Linked DNA regions of Mus musculus: region 2 is linked to region 1. Evidence: chromatin contacts called from public Hi-C data. All regions are on one chromosome and are shown on one strand. The core of a region is the stretch at or near the end of the contact, and the rest is flanking DNA. Distances in the headings are between cores, read along the strand shown.

Region 1 (7,938 bases), core at 1,619-4,118:
AAAGATTTTTCCAAGAGTGTGCTTTTAGCTTTATTTGTTGATATTTAAAATAAACCATAAGAGTTAAAAACAATTTTCCAAGTTTTAAAGCAGGTATCGTAGACTGTAGGCTCCTGAGTTTCTGACCTGTAATTGATCTGCACCCCTCTTCTGTTGCAGGGCAATTTGTATGAATTTTTGAAGCTCACTGGATGGAGAGGATCCAAAGTACTGTATTTTGGTGACCACATCTACAGCGATCTGGCGGTGAGGAGCCCTTTTCCCCAGTGGGGGGCGCTGTTTTTTAGAAACTCAGAGTGGCTCACGGTTTTGAAAGTCTCCCTTTTACAAAACAGGAGACATTAGAGTTGTGAAAAAATAGTTTTGTTTTTCTCTTTGAGATGATGGAAATTAGAAATGTATTCAAAGATTTAGTCAGAAACATTTCAATAGAACTATTGAAAGCACTATGATACGCTAAATGCCAGGGGGCTTTCTTTCCCTTTTATCAATGTCAGAAAACTTCCGGAGTGTGCCCGAATGCTCCCAGCTTCTTAGCCTGGTCCTGGTGGGTGTGCCCCAGAGGTCTGGGGAGTGCTGCAGTATTTATTGAATAAAGGATATTCCCTACACATGTGTAATGCTAGGGTTGAGGCCAGGACCTATTGCAGCCAGGCAGATGCTGTACCGCTGCTCTCCTTTCCTGGTCCTCTTATAAGTCTGCTTCTCATGGAAAACTTGACCTAGGATTCCAGGGGCCCCTCACTCAGTTTGAATGAGGACCATTCAGAGCATTTGAGTTGAGCCTGACCCTGATCTCACAGACCATGTTGTGTTTTGTTTTTCCCCACAGACCGTGTTTAGTGGTTCCAATCCCCCCTCCCCCATACCTCTCCCTCCCCCTTTCTGAAGCAGCTGTGAATCACAGCCATTATTTCCAGAACAGGAACTTTCTCTGGGTGACATGGTCAAAGCCCGGGGCCAGTTTGGTTCTAATTAAGTGTAATTCATCGAATTCAACTTGGTTAATGACTGACCATTACAATGAGGGAGTGATTGAGTAGCTCCCTCCCTGGTCTGGGAAAGGTAGCGCGGTGTTGAGTTCCGCGGGGACTGAGGGAGCGCCTGCCCTGTGATTTCTGTGTCAGGATCTGACCCTCAAGCACGGCTGGCGCACTGGAGCGATCATCCCCGAGCTCCGTTCCGAGCTCAGGATCATGAACACGGAGCAGTACATCCAGACCATGACCTGGCTGCAGACCTTGACGGGGCTCCTGGAGCAGATGCAGGTTGGCTGTGGTTCTTGTTTTGTTTTCTCTCATTTTTTTCCCCTTTAAGCCTGAAGATAATTGCGGATCAAAAGATGTCCTGAGTTTTGTGTGTAATTATGAAGTGTAAGGTTTAAGTTGTTCTCAGCAGAGTGTAGATCTGCCCGTGGTTATTTTGTTTGTTTGTCCTTTCTCCTTGATGGGACCCTTAAGAATGTTCCTGAGAGCCATCAAGAGCTTCTGCAGAGTCTTAAAGGTGGACGCTATTTTTGTGCTATTGTTGGTGAAAATTGGCTCATTGGGCCCCACTGTTATGCTTGTCCGCCCTCCTTGCCTTTAGATTACCAGAGGACTTTCCTGCACTGGCCTCATTTTCCCCAGAAGGATCTTTTGGAATGCGATCCTAGGTACCAAAGAGTCGCAGAGCCAGCTGAGATCCTGGGTCAGCCTCTAGTGGCAATGTGATCAGTGATTAGCTGTTTTCTCAACTTCAGTGATAATTCATGCAGCCAGCATGGGGCGGTTAAGACAGGAGCATTTGTTAGGCTCACTTCTTAGGCCAGGATGTCGCCCCTCTCAATACCTGTGACAGCTGTTCAGCTGTTCCCACCCCATCTCATGAGTCACCTGTATTCTCTCTTTATTCTGCCCTACCTACCATGCTGTGCGAGTGAGTCAAGACTTTAGATTGAGTGGTACAGACAGTCACTCTTGGCTGGCACACCTGCAGCTCTGGTCATGGCCAGCTGCCCACAGCTTCTCCTGCCAAGCTTTGAGGAGAGGCAGGGCAGGCCAGGCCAGGCCAAGTCCTCTCTCCCAGGGTATACATTCCAGCACATGGGGCCCCGCACGTCCTCCAGGTTGGGTTCTGGTAGGCTCTCGAGACCTTGGCTCTTGACTCTTCTGACAAGAGGGTTTGTTTTGCCTTCTTTACTGTGTGTGCTGTGAGATGATTTTCTAAAAATACCGGATGTCAAGTCTGGGCTAATGCAGCTGAGCCTGTGTCCGTGTCACATGCTGGCGTGGTGGTGGTAGCTGTTCCTTCTGTGGCCGCCATTGTGCCAAAGGCTTGCGCAGTGCACAGCAGTCCCTTGGTGCTGGCAGCTGTCCTGTGTGCAGGTGCAACCTTGCCATCTGAGAACCAGGCTGCAGGGTTTTGAGAGCATAAAATGATGTAGAGAGGTTCAACTTTAGGCTGTGTGATGCCTAAGTCTGGGCTTTGCTGCGCCACTTGGAAGTGCTTGCTCCCTTAGGGGTTGTCAGGCGGAGCTGAGCGTCTGTGATAGTCTTACGTATGGGCTCTCTTTCTGTGTTTTGAGTTAAGCTGCCTATGGTTAAGTAGTCCAGAAATAGGAAAGGGGAAAATTTGGAACCAAACAATTTGTAAGTTGGAAGTAATATTTACAGAATATTGTTAAAGCTCCTGCTTTATTATTAGGTATTGATTCCTTATTTTGTGTCTTATTTATAAATCGATCTTTGGTATAGGTATGCACAGATAAGAAAAACAGTGTATATATAGGGTTTGATGGTGCCCACGATTTTAGGTTATAAGGGTTTGGGGACGTGCCCTGAGGATAAGGAAGGTGGCTTCTGCCTGACCTGCACCCTTTCTGTGACTGTGCATCTGATCAGACTCACAAGTGACCTGCATGTCATGGCTGTAGTGACCGAGTGGCACATGGCTCTGGAAACAGGTTTTGTTTATTTTCCTTTCTGGCCTATGGAAAATGCTTGATGGCTAAGAGAATAGGTAGCCTTGGTTAAGAGAATGGGTAGCCTTGACAATATTTCTGTGACATATGGAATGAATTACACAAGACTTGGTTAGGGAAGTAAGAAAGGGGAAATAGCACGTATATTTCTACCCTGGTTTTATAGGAGAGAAAACTGAGGCTGAGAGAGAAAGTAACTTTTCATTATAGAGTAGTCTGTAGTATGAAGCCATGTAGCTGTGAAGTCTGACTGACTGAAGGTTAGACCCTTGTGCTCATTTCCTCCTCTCGGCTCTCTGGGACAAGCCTGAGATCACAGCCTGCACATGTCCATCCAGAGATTCCCTGAGCCCAGTAGAGAAATCCCTGATGCTGGCCTCACTCTGGTGTTCGGCCCTCTGGTCTTCACCTGCCTGGTCCCCTCAAGCTCTGGTGCATTGACGCCCTCATTGGTACCACATTTCAAGGGGTGGGCTGTCAGATGAGTGTCTTTTCTCACTGCCCGGCCCTCAGCACCACAGCCCCAGTCTGGAAAATTCCATTATCTAGAGCGCTCCTGTGGTGGTTAGTTTCAGAGAATGTATCCCATTATTAAGAAAACATGTCCTGGGAGATTGGGTTTAATTTGAGGAAGAGCAGCAGAGTCATTTGGAGTTAAGCCTGACGAGTTACGCAGAAGAGTAGAAGTCTCTCCTTGGTCGTGAAGTACGTTTAAAATGGGTGTGGCTGCTGCTAGGAGAGCTGGTGACTTGTGGGCCTTTGCAGGAGGCCGCTCAGACCGCATACGGGCGGCAAATTTCTTTAAAGGCCAGGAAGCGGATATTATAGGGTGTGTGGGCTCTGGACTATGTCATAAGCACTCAGTGTTTCTCAGTACAGCCATTAAGTAATAATAAATATTTCTAGGCAGTGGTGGTGCATGCCTTTTATCCTAGCACTTAAGAGGCAGAGGCAGAGGCTGGTGGGTTTCTGTGAGTTCGAGGCCAGCTTGGTATACAGAATGAGTTCCAGAATAACCAAAGCTACCCAGAGAAACCCAAACCCAAGACCAAACCAACACCAACATCAACACCAACTGAACAAAAAGTACTATTGTGACTAATAACTTAGACCCAAGTACTTTAAATAGGCTTGATACTTGAGGATTGTTTGACAGTGTCCCTTGTAGAGAAGGGATGGCACACGAGGGTAGGTTTTCTCTCATGGGGACAAGCACATTTGATGCTGGTGCCGTGGGTTCTGGTGAGGAGATTGCTGGTGCGATGCAGTGATGGAGAAAGCCCTGGAGGGTAGGTGTTAGGGTGTCAGAGCCAGGCCCAGGAAGAGCTCTCTCAGGACAGGCACAGAGCAGGGTGGCCCTGCCCTGGGAAAGCTGCTCTGTATTTGCTCGGTCGTCTGTGGTCACGGTCCACTGGGTCCCACCATCGTCCTTGGGCGCCCTCTAACTTCAGGACCAGGGCTTACCTGTTCAGTGGATGAAGATGCCAAGTGTGGTGTCCTAAGTTCAGTACTGGGATTCTCAAAAGAGAATCCATCCTGCAGTTTGCCTCTGACCTCTTGTCTCCTCATGCTGACACATACATGCCCTCTCCCCAAGTAAATAAAGTGTACAAGAAAAACAAAAAACTTAAGAGAGTCAGGACTGGTGGTAGAGAAGCAGAGGCAGCTGACACGCGGTCTCCCCCATCTCTGGCAATGCTGACCTGGAGAATGGTTCTTGGACTTGGAACTTGAACTTGGATCTTCCAGTCGGCTCTTTCCATCTACAGAGCCTGCGCTGGGTTCACCTGAGGGCTGGGAGTGCAGAGGAGAATTTGCATGGCTTCTGGCAGCTACTCTGAGAAAGAGATTAGTTTTGGCACTTCGGCAGGCTAGTCACCACCCTGGAGACTTCCCTCTTGCAGGTGTGGCTCTGTCTCATTCACACCAGGCTGCTGTCAGTCTGTCATAGACCAGTGGCTTAAGTACCACCTGCTTCCTGCAGTTCCCCGACTGAGGTGCCAGCTGTCACTGTTGGTAAGATCTGGCCTCGTATGGTAGAGAGGTTGGAGAATTCTGAGGTCTCCTTTATCAGGCCGTGGATCTCATTGGTAAGAGCAGTCCCACTCAAGGAGTTAATTACCCCCCTAAGGCCAGACCTTCTAAGACCATGCCTTGGAGGTAAGCATTTCTGCTTAGGAATGTCAGAGATATAAGCACCCTATCTCTAGTGAGCGAGCTCCTTCCTGCTTATGTGAGGTCCCAGGGGCCTAGTTTATGGACTAGGATGGAGTGGTGGCCAGAGGTGAGGCTGAAGATTGGGTTGTCCCGGGGTTTTCTGTGGCCTGTTCCCACAATGGCTGCCCTCTTTTTGCCTGTTGTGTCTTCAGTATCTGGCACAGGGAAACCTGGAATTCAGTGGGCACTGAATGAACACAGGCACACATGCATGCACACATGCTCAAGCACACACACACACACACACACACACACACACACACACACACACACACACACATCTCTTCCCCTTCCCCATATTTTGCATGTCTAGAAGTTCCTTGAGGTACCCTATGGATTTTAGCTCTAGAGTCTGTGGTGGGTAATTTGTTAATGTAAAATGTGGACACCAGGGCTGTAGAGATGGTTCAGGAGTTAAGAGCACTGGCTGTTCTTGCAGAGGTCTCAGGTTAATTCCTAGCACCCACATGACATCTGTAATTATAGTCCCTGGGTATCTGATGCCCTCTTCTGGTCACCATAGGCACTACATGCATGTGATAGGCACAGACATACTGCAGGCAAAACACCCATGCACGTATAAAATAAATGTGAACCCTAACTAAAAACATGTCTACAGAACCCCTCTCAGAGCTCACAGTGGTGCAAGCTCAGGGCCCTGGTGCTGCAGTAGAGCACAGATAGGATATTGTCAGTGTCAGCTACGTCCTGGGTGGTGACAGATACCAGGCAAGAAATCCAAGTCTTGGGCTCAGCCGCGACAGGTTTTGTCTGGCTGACTATTGAGCTGGGCAGCAGATCTTTGACTGTCAGATGGGAAGCACGTGGTCTGTTGTATAGTCTTGTCCTCTTGAGTCCTAAGATTGCCTAAGGTGGTGAATTGAGGCAGCACCATGTGTCCCCTGCAGTTGTAAGTCCCTGACTCTGGTTGTTTGTGTGCCACATAATGGCTTGTAGGGTCCTGTCCATCAAATTTTTTTCCATCTGCTTACATTTTGACTCCTCAGAAAGTCATATTTCCCTTCCATTGAAGCTAAAGTAACATTAAGGGATATAGAAACTAAGACTGTTCCTCTCCTGTCTCGAATTAGTTTAAAACATGCTCATTCAGTGCTCATTTCCAGCTGTCATGGGCTTAGCTAGAATCTGTGGGTGTACTGCCACGCCCACCACGCCCACCACCCCCTTCTTGCCCATTTCTCAACCATTGCAATCTTATTCAGGGAGGAGAGGCAGTAGGTATCATGAAATGTATATTTAGAAAGAACAACACTATCAACCAACCAGACCCCCACAGAGCTCCCAGGGACTAAACCACTGACCAAAGTGTACACATGGGAGGGCCCATAGCTCCAGCTGCATATGTAGCAGAGGATGGCCTTGTCGGGCATCAATGGGAGAAGAGGCACTTGGTCCTGTGAAGGCTTGATGCCCCAGTGTAGAGTAATTCGAGGGCAGGGAGGTGGGAGTAGGTAAGTGGGTGGGGGAACACCCTCATTGAAGCAGGGGGGATGGGATAGGGGCTGGGGGGGCGACTGGGGAAGGGGATAACATTTGAAATGTAAATAAAGAAAACAGCCAATAAAAAATAGATGTAATGGGCACATCACATTTCATATGTGTATGTAATGTGTTTATATATAACATTTAATAAGTTTCATGTCTTCATAATTTTCTATTTTTCTTGATTAAGCTACACTTGTCTTAGAGTGGTGTATGTGCACGATAGTGTTCGCACACCTCCTCATTTGTGTGAGGTCAGAGGATATCTTGCGGGAGGTGGTTTTTTTCTTTCAACAGGGAAGAGCTCAGATCAACAGCCTTGGTGGCAGGTGCCTCTGTCTGCTGCACCCTCACTCCAGCCCTATGCTGGCTGTCTTGTTAGGGTTTCTATTTCTTCAACAAAACACCATGACCAAAAAACAAGTTGAGGGGAGGGTTTATTTGGCTTGTGCATCCAAGTCGCTGTTCATTACCCAAAGAAATCAGGACAGGAACTCAAGCAGAGCAGGAACCTGGAGGCAGGAGCTGATGCAGAGGCCACGGAGGGGAGCTGCTTCCTGACTTGCTCCTCATGGCTTACTCAGCCTGCTTTATTATAGAACCCAGGACCACCAGCCCAGGGATGGCTCCACCCACCATGACCTGGGCCCTCCCCCATCCATCACTAATTAAGAAAATGCCTTAGAGCTGGATCTTATGCATTTTCTCAGTCAAGGTTCCCTCTTTTCAGATGACTTTAGTTTGTGTGTCAGGCTGACATAAGAGCAGCCCACGCCTTAGGTTTCCAGTACTGGACAGCTGGATCTTCTCTGTGTGTCAACAAGCCAGGCTTTCACTGGGGAAAGTGGGTACTTCACACAAGTGCCCAACTGTTAGACTTAAGGAGGAGGAAGGATTCCTTCATGAAAAGTTTCCCATTAAATAACTCTTACTGCTAACGAGTGTGTTTGAAAGCAGAGCCCTGGAAACTGTTGGCTTATGTCCCTGCAGGTCCACAGAGACGCCGAGTCACAGCTGGTTTTACAGGAGTGGAAAAAGGAGAGGAAGGAGATGAGGTGAGCCTGTCCTATTTATCACCTGCCGATACCCATCCGGCCCTTGGTGTGTGCTGTGCATCCGAGGAGACTTCAGGAAGCATCCTATTTTAGCTCCAGAGTGTGACCGTGACTTCCCAGTATCCAGGATCAGTTCTCTGCTGATGGTGATGTGTGGTGTTTCTTCAAAGCCAGCTGCGATCTCCATCTGTCCTCTGCCTT
Region 2 (7,938 bases), core at 3,355-5,854, 110 kb after region 1:
ATTGTTTTCCATAAAAAAGTAATATTTTGACATTTAAATGATGTAAAAGAATTTCTTCAATTGAGTTAGACAAGACAGATGTTCTGGGAATTATCATGAGTCTAGAGGACGGCAGAAATCCATTAAAAGGTAAACAGGAAAGGTCCAAGAGTTGTCAGGAGAGATGAACACAGTGAGGAAGTGTGTCTTACTGGAGAAGAGTTGTCAGGAGAGAGGAACACAGTGAGGAAGTGTGTCTTACTGGAGAAGAGTTGTCAGGAGAGAGGAACACAGTGAGGAAGTGTGTCTTACTGGAGAAGAGTTGTCAGGAGAGAGGAACACAGTGAGGAAGTGTGTCTTACTGGAGAAGAATTGTCAGGAGAGAGGAACACAGTGAGGAAGTGTGTCTTACTGGAGAAGAGTTGTCAGGTGAGAGGAACACAGTGAGGAAGTGTGTCTTACTGGAGAAGAGTTGTCAGGAGAGATGAACACAGTGAGGAAGTGTGTCTTACTGGAGAAGAGTTGTCAGGAGAGAGGAACACAGTGAGGAAGTGTGTCTGGAGAAGCATTACTGCAGAAGAATTGTTTAGGATGGATTTTGAAAGTATATATACACCCCAGTCAGGGTTGATAGAACATCGTTCAGTGGTAGGAAGAAGCAAATGGACTTCCGTTGTATGGATTTTATCTTTGACAGTCTCTCCTGTTCTGTAAGCTTTATAAGGCAAATGGATATATGTTATATGCACATGTACAATATTTTATAAAATATGAAACCCAAGCATGCTTTGTGCATGGTGGAACCCAAGCTCATCAGCTACTAGAACAGCACCTCTGTGTCCCCAAACCCTAACCCTTCATATATTTGATCTAAACATGCTTGTCTTTTAAAAGCAACATTCATAGATATTCAAGTTATTATCCATTTAGTGTGTCTAATAATCCTTCCAATCAACTGCAACCCAGTGATGGCAATCGTAGACAGGGTTTATTTGATTTCCTAAATATGTTATAGAGACTTCCTCTCTCTTCCATCTCCCCTCAGGACATTTATCACTTGTTCGTGGGAGAGAATATAGACACTGTGCATACTGAAGTGTGTTCTTCGACCCCAAATTCATGCTTAAATCCTGACCTACAGGACTCTATAACATGACCTTATTTAGAAATAGGGTAATTATTATGCAGTTTCTTAAGACAAGGTCATATTTGAATAGGGTAGACCCTGAATCTAATGGACTAGCATCTATTTGAAAACAGGAGATGTATGCACAATGAGAATGTTGTAAAAATGTGAAGTTGGGAGTTAGGTAATGATGGCCCAACCCAAGATGGCCAGTAGGCCACCCAAGGCTAGGGGTGGAGCAAGGGACAGGGTCTCTATCTCTCTCCTTAGTATCCTCAGAAGGAGGCACCAGCTGACCTTGACTCAGGCCACCAGACTGAGACAATATATTTATTGTTCTCTGCTGTCCACTTTGTGGTACTTTTGTTATAGTAAGTCCTAGACAATGCATATGGACACCAAGACATCTTTGTTTTCTTTTCTCAGCTGCAGTCTGGTAACACAAATGAAGCAAATATTAACTCACTACTCAGGAGCATGAGTCTATGGTGGCCTCCTCTGTGATTAGATTCCTGGGGACTCATTGGAAAGCTCATTTACACTAGACCCATGTGAAGGTGCTGCTGTCAGAGGAATCAGAAGGGTAAATAGTGCAGCAGTCAGCTCATTTGGCATCGGTTTTAAGGTGTTTAGCATTTGGTCGCTCACATGGTCTGTCACCTTACACCAGATCATTTCTACAGGGTGACTTGTGGGCCTTGACCCTAGCTATTTATTATGCCCACAACCAAGCTCAGTGGTTCCCAGGAAGGGTCAAACATTGGGCAGAAATGTAAACGTCTGTTTGATTTTTGTCTGTCAGCATCTGCTCTGTCCCTCTCTAGAAAATGTACTCCATTTGGCTTTCGGGATACCACCATTCCCTCTTCTGGTTTATATAACAAGACATGGTCAATTCCTTCAGCCCAGGTTCCCACTATAGAGCTTCAGGTTGGGTTTGTCCCTTCTTGCGAGCATCCTGGCCTTAGGGCCTGATTTCTGCAGTTATGAGCATGGGCATGAGGAGATGGGAATGAGGAGAAATGATGGGAAAGTGTTCGGTTTGAGCCAACAAGAGTAAAGGAATCCTGGGTTTTGGTGGACATGATCACAAGATGTTCTCTAATCTATTGTGCCTAAAGGGGAGCAGGGGTAAGGAAGGCTGAAGTGCTGGAGGGCACCCCTTACCCAGGAGACTTTGCAGAACTTGGGGCCTGACAGACATACTTCTGAGCCCTGTATCACACTGCACCTACCTCAGCAGCAGCACACAGTCTTTATGGTTGTGTGAGCCCCAACTTTACCTCAGCAACTTCACACAGTCTTTGTGGTTGTGTGAGTCTCAACTTTTCTTTTAGACCTCTGTTTTTCCTTTTTCATCTTCTTAAAAAATTTGGTAAAGCATACCTGACAAAATTTACTGTCGTAACCATTTTTAATAGACAATTCAGGGGCATTAAGCACTCTCACGCTGCTGTCCAACCATCACTGATGTGGTTCCAGAACCTTCCGCATCTCCTCAAACTAAAAGCACCTGCTTATGAGTAACTCCATCTCCATACCAGACCCTGGTAGCTGTGTTTCTACTCTCTGCCTTTATGAATTGAGTCCATGAGAGATTTCATTTAAGGGGCTGGAGAGATGGTTCAGAAGTTAAGAACACTGGCTGCTCTTCCAGAGGACCCGGGCTCAACTCCCAGCACCCACATGGCTGCTCACACCTGTCTGTAACTCCAGTTTCAGGGCTTCTGACTGACATATAGGCAAAACACCAATGCGCATAAAATAAAAATAAAACACACACACACACACAAAGAGATTTCATCTAAGAGGTATCACCAATAAAGGCTTCACGTTCATCTAGGAGCTGTAGCATGTGTCAGAGATTAGTGTGAATAATGTTCTTAGTAACATGGTTACACAAACATGCCTTGGAGTCCCTGCTTTTAATTCTCTTGGGCAGTTGAGTCACTGGATCCTACAGCAATTCCACCTTTCATTTTCTGGAGAGCCGCTACTTAATTTTCCATGGCCCTGTCACTTTTCATTCTCCAGGAATGCACAGGTAATTGGATTTTCTATTAAAACCAACAGACTTTCCAGTGATCCAAATATATTCTCATACTTTCCCCTGGTTGTCACTGCCTGAGTAGCAACCTTTGTGGTCTGTGGTGGTCTGAATGAGAAAGGTCCTGTAGGCTCATGTATCTGAATGCTTGGTCCTTAGTTGCTGTAACTGTTTGGGGAAGGATTAGTGGGCGTGGCCTTAGTGGAGGATGTGTGGCTTTGTTGGAGGAGGCATGTCATTGAGGGTGGGCATTGGAGTTTCAAGAGTCCACACCAGGTTCAGTCTGTTTCTCTCTCTTTTTTTCTTTTTCATATTCTCTCTCTCTCTCTCTCTCTCTCTCTCTCTCTCTCTCTCTCCCTCCCTCCCTCTCTCCCTCCCTCCCTCCTTCCAAACTTCAGATAAAATGTATGCTCTCAGCTACTGCCCCAGCAGCATGCCTGGCCTGTTGCCACGTTCTCCACCATGATGGTCATGGACTCACGCTCTGAAACTGTAAGCAAGCCCCCGATTAAATGCTTTCTTTTCTAAGTTGCCTTAGTTATGGTGTCTCTTCATAGCAACAGAAAAGTAACCAAGACATGCATGATCTAAGTTCCTGACACACACGAGGGAATGTGTTGTCTAAAGCAGAAGGCTCGTGGTGGAATGACTGGAGCCATCAGAGAAAGCAAGGTTAGGCTTTACATTGCGCTCAGTCTCATGGGCAATGTGCATTTCTCAACCAAATCATCTGAAGGTTTAATAGAGCCTGGCTTTAGAGCACAAGCGTGCGAAGCTGTATCATCATCAAAAGGGGTGTGAGAGGGAGGTCCTGGTTCTTACTGTCTACGCCTTGTGCTCCTTTGACTCGGTGGAGCATGCCTATACTGTTTTGGGGGAGGAAAGGGCACATGGAAGACGGGGAGTGGGGACCTATCATTTCCATGGCCAAAATATTAATGTAGTCAGTATCTCTATATCTCTTCTTCTATAACCCTCTAATTCACGAGCAGTAGCCTCTGCTTCTTTTCATGAAATGAAGCCAGTTAAAATTAGGTAGCAATCTATAGAATGTTCTGGATACATGTGTGTGATCCATGGGTTAGGTGACTGAATTCTGACTGTATGTGAATCATAGTGAGATTGATTGCTTTTCTGTGGCACAGAAGAAATCACTAACCTGTCGCTAACCTCTCTGGGGCCACAGATGTAAGGTGGCATCCCAGTGACACTGATGTCTCAGACTCTTTATGATAATCAACCCATTCTTCCTACCACAACTGAGGGCAAAGCCATAGCAATTTCAAACCAAAGCACCTCTCTGGTTCTGATATATATATAAAAAAGTCACAACTGGAATCCTGCTTCCTCTTTTTTTTCTTCCCCAAGTCACCCACCTGCCCAGGGCCTACATATAAACAGGTGGCGTTGTCATGGCAGCCTCCGGAGCTAGGCAGCAGGCAGCTGTTGATCTCCACACAGTCTCTTCCGTTCCCTGTCCAGCCCCGCTGGCACACACAACTGTATGTCCCCGTGCTAGCTTGGATGCATTCTGCCTGCAGGAGGAAGAGCAAAAGTAAGACCTCTGAGACCACAGGCCAGCTGTGTGCAGCTGCCAAAGCCAGAGAGGATCTGGAAGAGTATTCTAGAAACACATTCGCATGGAGTGCAAACATCATAAAGCAACTGGGTGATTTCGACAGCAAGATTGCTTGCGACTGGTCAGCTGAGGGCTATAGCACTCAACACTCTCGGTTACTGATTCAGCCAGAGCCTGCTTTTGTTGATTTACAGAAGTAAAGAACCCACAGGAGCAGTGGCTCTCAACCTTCCTAACACTGCGACCCTTTAATACAGCCTGTCATGTTGTGGTGACTCCCCCAACCATTAAATTATTATTTCTTTGCTGCTTTATAACTGTAATCTTGCTAGTTATGAATCATAATGTAAATATCTGATATGCAGGATATCTGATATGTGATTCCTGTGAAAAGGTCACTTGTGGGCCTGTGCATGTCTTGGTCATGAAACTAGGAAAGGGACTGTGAAAGTGGAAAAGAGACTGTCCTCTTTTGGGGCTTTATTAGTTGTACAAACTAATGGGTTACATCCTGACATTTCATGTACATATATAATAAACATCAATTGTCCTCAGTGTTCTCCTGTCGTAGGCTGCTCCTCCCACCCCCTCCTCCTCCCTCCTCCTCCAGGGCTGCCTCCTACATTGTTTCTATTGTGGAAAGGGTGCAGGGAAGAGACTTCTGGAATATCTGTGACAGGAAGGGGAGGGGAGGGAGAGGACCAAAGTAGGAGGGCAAAGAGATGGGAGGGGTTTGGGGAAGAAGAGAGACAAGACAACGTGTATATGAAAAGGTCCTAAAGAGCCCATTACTTTACGTGCCATTTCAAAAACTCTGAGATTTAAAAACAAAACAAAACCAAAAGCAATCTGACATTTTGCACATGCTTTGTGCGTGTGAATCAGGCACTGCTTTCTGGGATGTCTCTCCCTCAGGATTTCTTTTAAAAGTGTTAGGCCACAAAACAACAGCAGAGCTGGTGGCTGTGTAGGGTGATGGCTCTGGTCCTACCTGGGTTGGTTTGGCCAGGAAACAGAAGCCTAAAGTGTGCCTCAGAAGCCCTTCACGGCTGGCTGAATACCCCTGACTTCAGCTGTCAGCACCTCCTCTGTCTGAAAGAGCATCCCTGCATCCCTGCCCGAGCTGTCCCCCCCCGCCCCTCCCTCTCCCCGACTCTGCTCCCTCCCCCAACCCCCTGTCTTACACCCATGTACAAAAAGCAAGCTCAAAGCTGTCACTGTCTTCCACTATTCTGAAGCAGCATGGCAGGTTATCAGCGTGGAAGGTTATTTTTTTACCTTAACGAACTGCTTTTCACTTCCACAGAGTAACTCCTGTTGTGCCTACTTACAAAAGGTAAGTGAAACAAAACCTGGGGCACCTGGCTCTGAGAAACAACACTCACGTTAGGACTACATCCTCCTCTGGAGGTCGATCCCAGGCAAGGGTCCTTCTTAGAACAGAGAGTTCCATCTCCTTCATAGCCGTCATTGCAGACACAGCTGTGGAAGAGAATGCATAAAATCAGCCTGATATCTCATGCTGGCCACGCAGGTGCAGGTGCGTATAGCCACCTAGGGAGGAGCCAGGAATGCCTGGGCCAGATTAGCTTTGTGCAGGAAGCCTGGGTGCAAACATGCGTGGATGATTTTGGGTGCCAGCTGTCGAGGCTGGCTGGGGATTCAAGCCCCACCTTAGCCATTGTGTAGCCTACCTTAGTCTCTTCCCAGTGGGGACACTGTCTTCTCACTTGGAAAATGGGTCTGATAGTTGTGGGAAGTTTGTTGGATTTCGCTGGCACCATCAGGCACAGTGGTGACAGCTAACCTGCTCTTACTGGACCAGAACCTGATTGATTGTAACCTTCTCCTTAGTTTGAGACAAAAACCGTGGTATAGCTCTGAAAATATCAATCAGGTGAGAGCTCTCTCCTTTTTTTCTTGTCCTTCGTGTATATATGTGTGTGTGTGTGTGTGTGTGTGTGTGTGTGTGTGTGTTTATCTCCTGTAAGATGACAATTTCTGGTCTCATTCTCCTTTCAAAAATCCCTTCCAAAATATCCTACCATCACACTTTTTCTATTTAATATGGGCCATTTGCTCGTTCACTGTTCACGCGATCATTGGTTGGATCCATATCTATTGAATGTCCTCTGACGGATGCTGGGGATGCCCTTCAGAGCCTCGTGCATCGCCCACTGTGGGCTTCCGTCAAACCTCCACATCCTCCTGGAACTTCAGCAACATACGCTTCAGAACGCTAGCGACTCTTTGTCTAGGATCCAGTTTCCTAGAGGAAGTCGATTTGTCTGGCATCCATACAAAAAGAGGGCTTGATTTCTTCCCACACAGGCTTCTGAGCTGCCCGAGGTTCTGCAGACCATGCAGACAGCCCACAGTGGGCGATGCAGGAGGCTCTGAGGGCTATTTTACTCATAGGTGATTTGTGGCATATACATGGATATGGTTTCCAGTTCCTTTGGCTGACACATTTCTATCATGTAGCCACAGGAAAGACATCAAGTCTCTGCCTTGTGCAGCCTGTGCTCTCCAGGGTGATAGCCCCCCACCCCATTCCCCCAAACAAGCCAGTGACTAAGCAAATGTAAATTAAGAACTGAAGCCAGAACAGGGCCGGGATTCCAGACATCCACCTCTTCCTCTAGGGTTATTTATGAAATGGTTATTGACTTTGAACTGGAGGAGAGCAAGCTTCCTAGGACATTTACTGCCCCCGCCCCCCCCTTCCCCAAGCTACTGTGGAGGAAGAAGCCAACTCCTTCCTCCATTCAACATCCTGCCAGATGCCTTTTATGTGGGATCAGCTACTGACAGCTTTTGTAAGAAAGATGCCTTCAAAGCAGGAGGTTCCTAGCTTTCCTTTGTGGTGGTAAACATTGGCAGAAGAACCAGACATAGAGGCACCCATGAGACCAACCTCTGGGCACACCTTCGAGGGATAATCTACGTTTTAACTTCTGGTCACTCCTGCCAGAGATTGTCTAGGTTAGGTTGGTCTCTGGGTACACGCACAGGGGATTATCTAGGTTAGGTTAGCCTCTGGCACACATGAGGGATTGTCTAGGTTAGATTAGCCACTGGCACAGCCATGGGGATCAAGTTGATTAGGCTATCTGAGGTTCTGAGTTCTACTTTGATATGGGCAATACCTCTTCATGGCCTCTGGTCCAGGACTAAATACAGAGAAAGAAAACTGAGCACACATGT

What was found. Hi-C and Micro-C count contacts between places; a contact is called where the count stands out from the background.
Region 2: a contact with region 1 is called in a Hi-C map of pre-pro-B cells, with 2.4 times the contacts expected there. The contact joins two enhancer-like sites. A contact is called at or near these places in 2 of 484 Hi-C or Micro-C datasets (cerebral cortex and pre-pro-B cells), 1 of 115 datasets of contacts at active chromatin or transcription factors (embryonic stem cells) and 3 of 9 other capture datasets (adipose tissue, liver and pancreatic islet).

What each region holds. Positions count from the first base shown.
Region 1 is chr10:86,824,028-86,831,965 of GRCm38.p6, forward strand. It overlaps Nt5dc3 (5'-nucleotidase domain containing 3), which reads left to right. Exons shown (of 14, transcript NM_175331.3): 11 at 160-246; 12 at 1,128-1,268; 13 at 7,673-7,737. Among named protein-coding and RNA genes, the nearest start is that of Nt5dc3, 49 kb to the left of the region's middle. Within about 2 kb of position 2,869, at least 56 of the 459 cell types and tissues checked have an H3K27ac peak or open chromatin away from gene starts, as enhancers often do. A contact at or near this core is called in pre-pro-B cells, where this site is marked.
Region 2 is chr10:86,928,732-86,936,669 of GRCm38.p6, forward strand. Stab2 (stabilin 2) reads right to left here. Exons shown (of 69, transcript NM_138673.3): 24 at 6,117-6,213; 25 at 4,529-4,687. Among named protein-coding and RNA genes, the nearest start is that of Gm16271, 39 kb to the right of the region's middle. Within about 2 kb of position 4,605, at least 23 of the 459 cell types and tissues checked have an H3K27ac peak or open chromatin away from gene starts, as enhancers often do. A contact at or near this core is called in pre-pro-B cells, where this site is marked.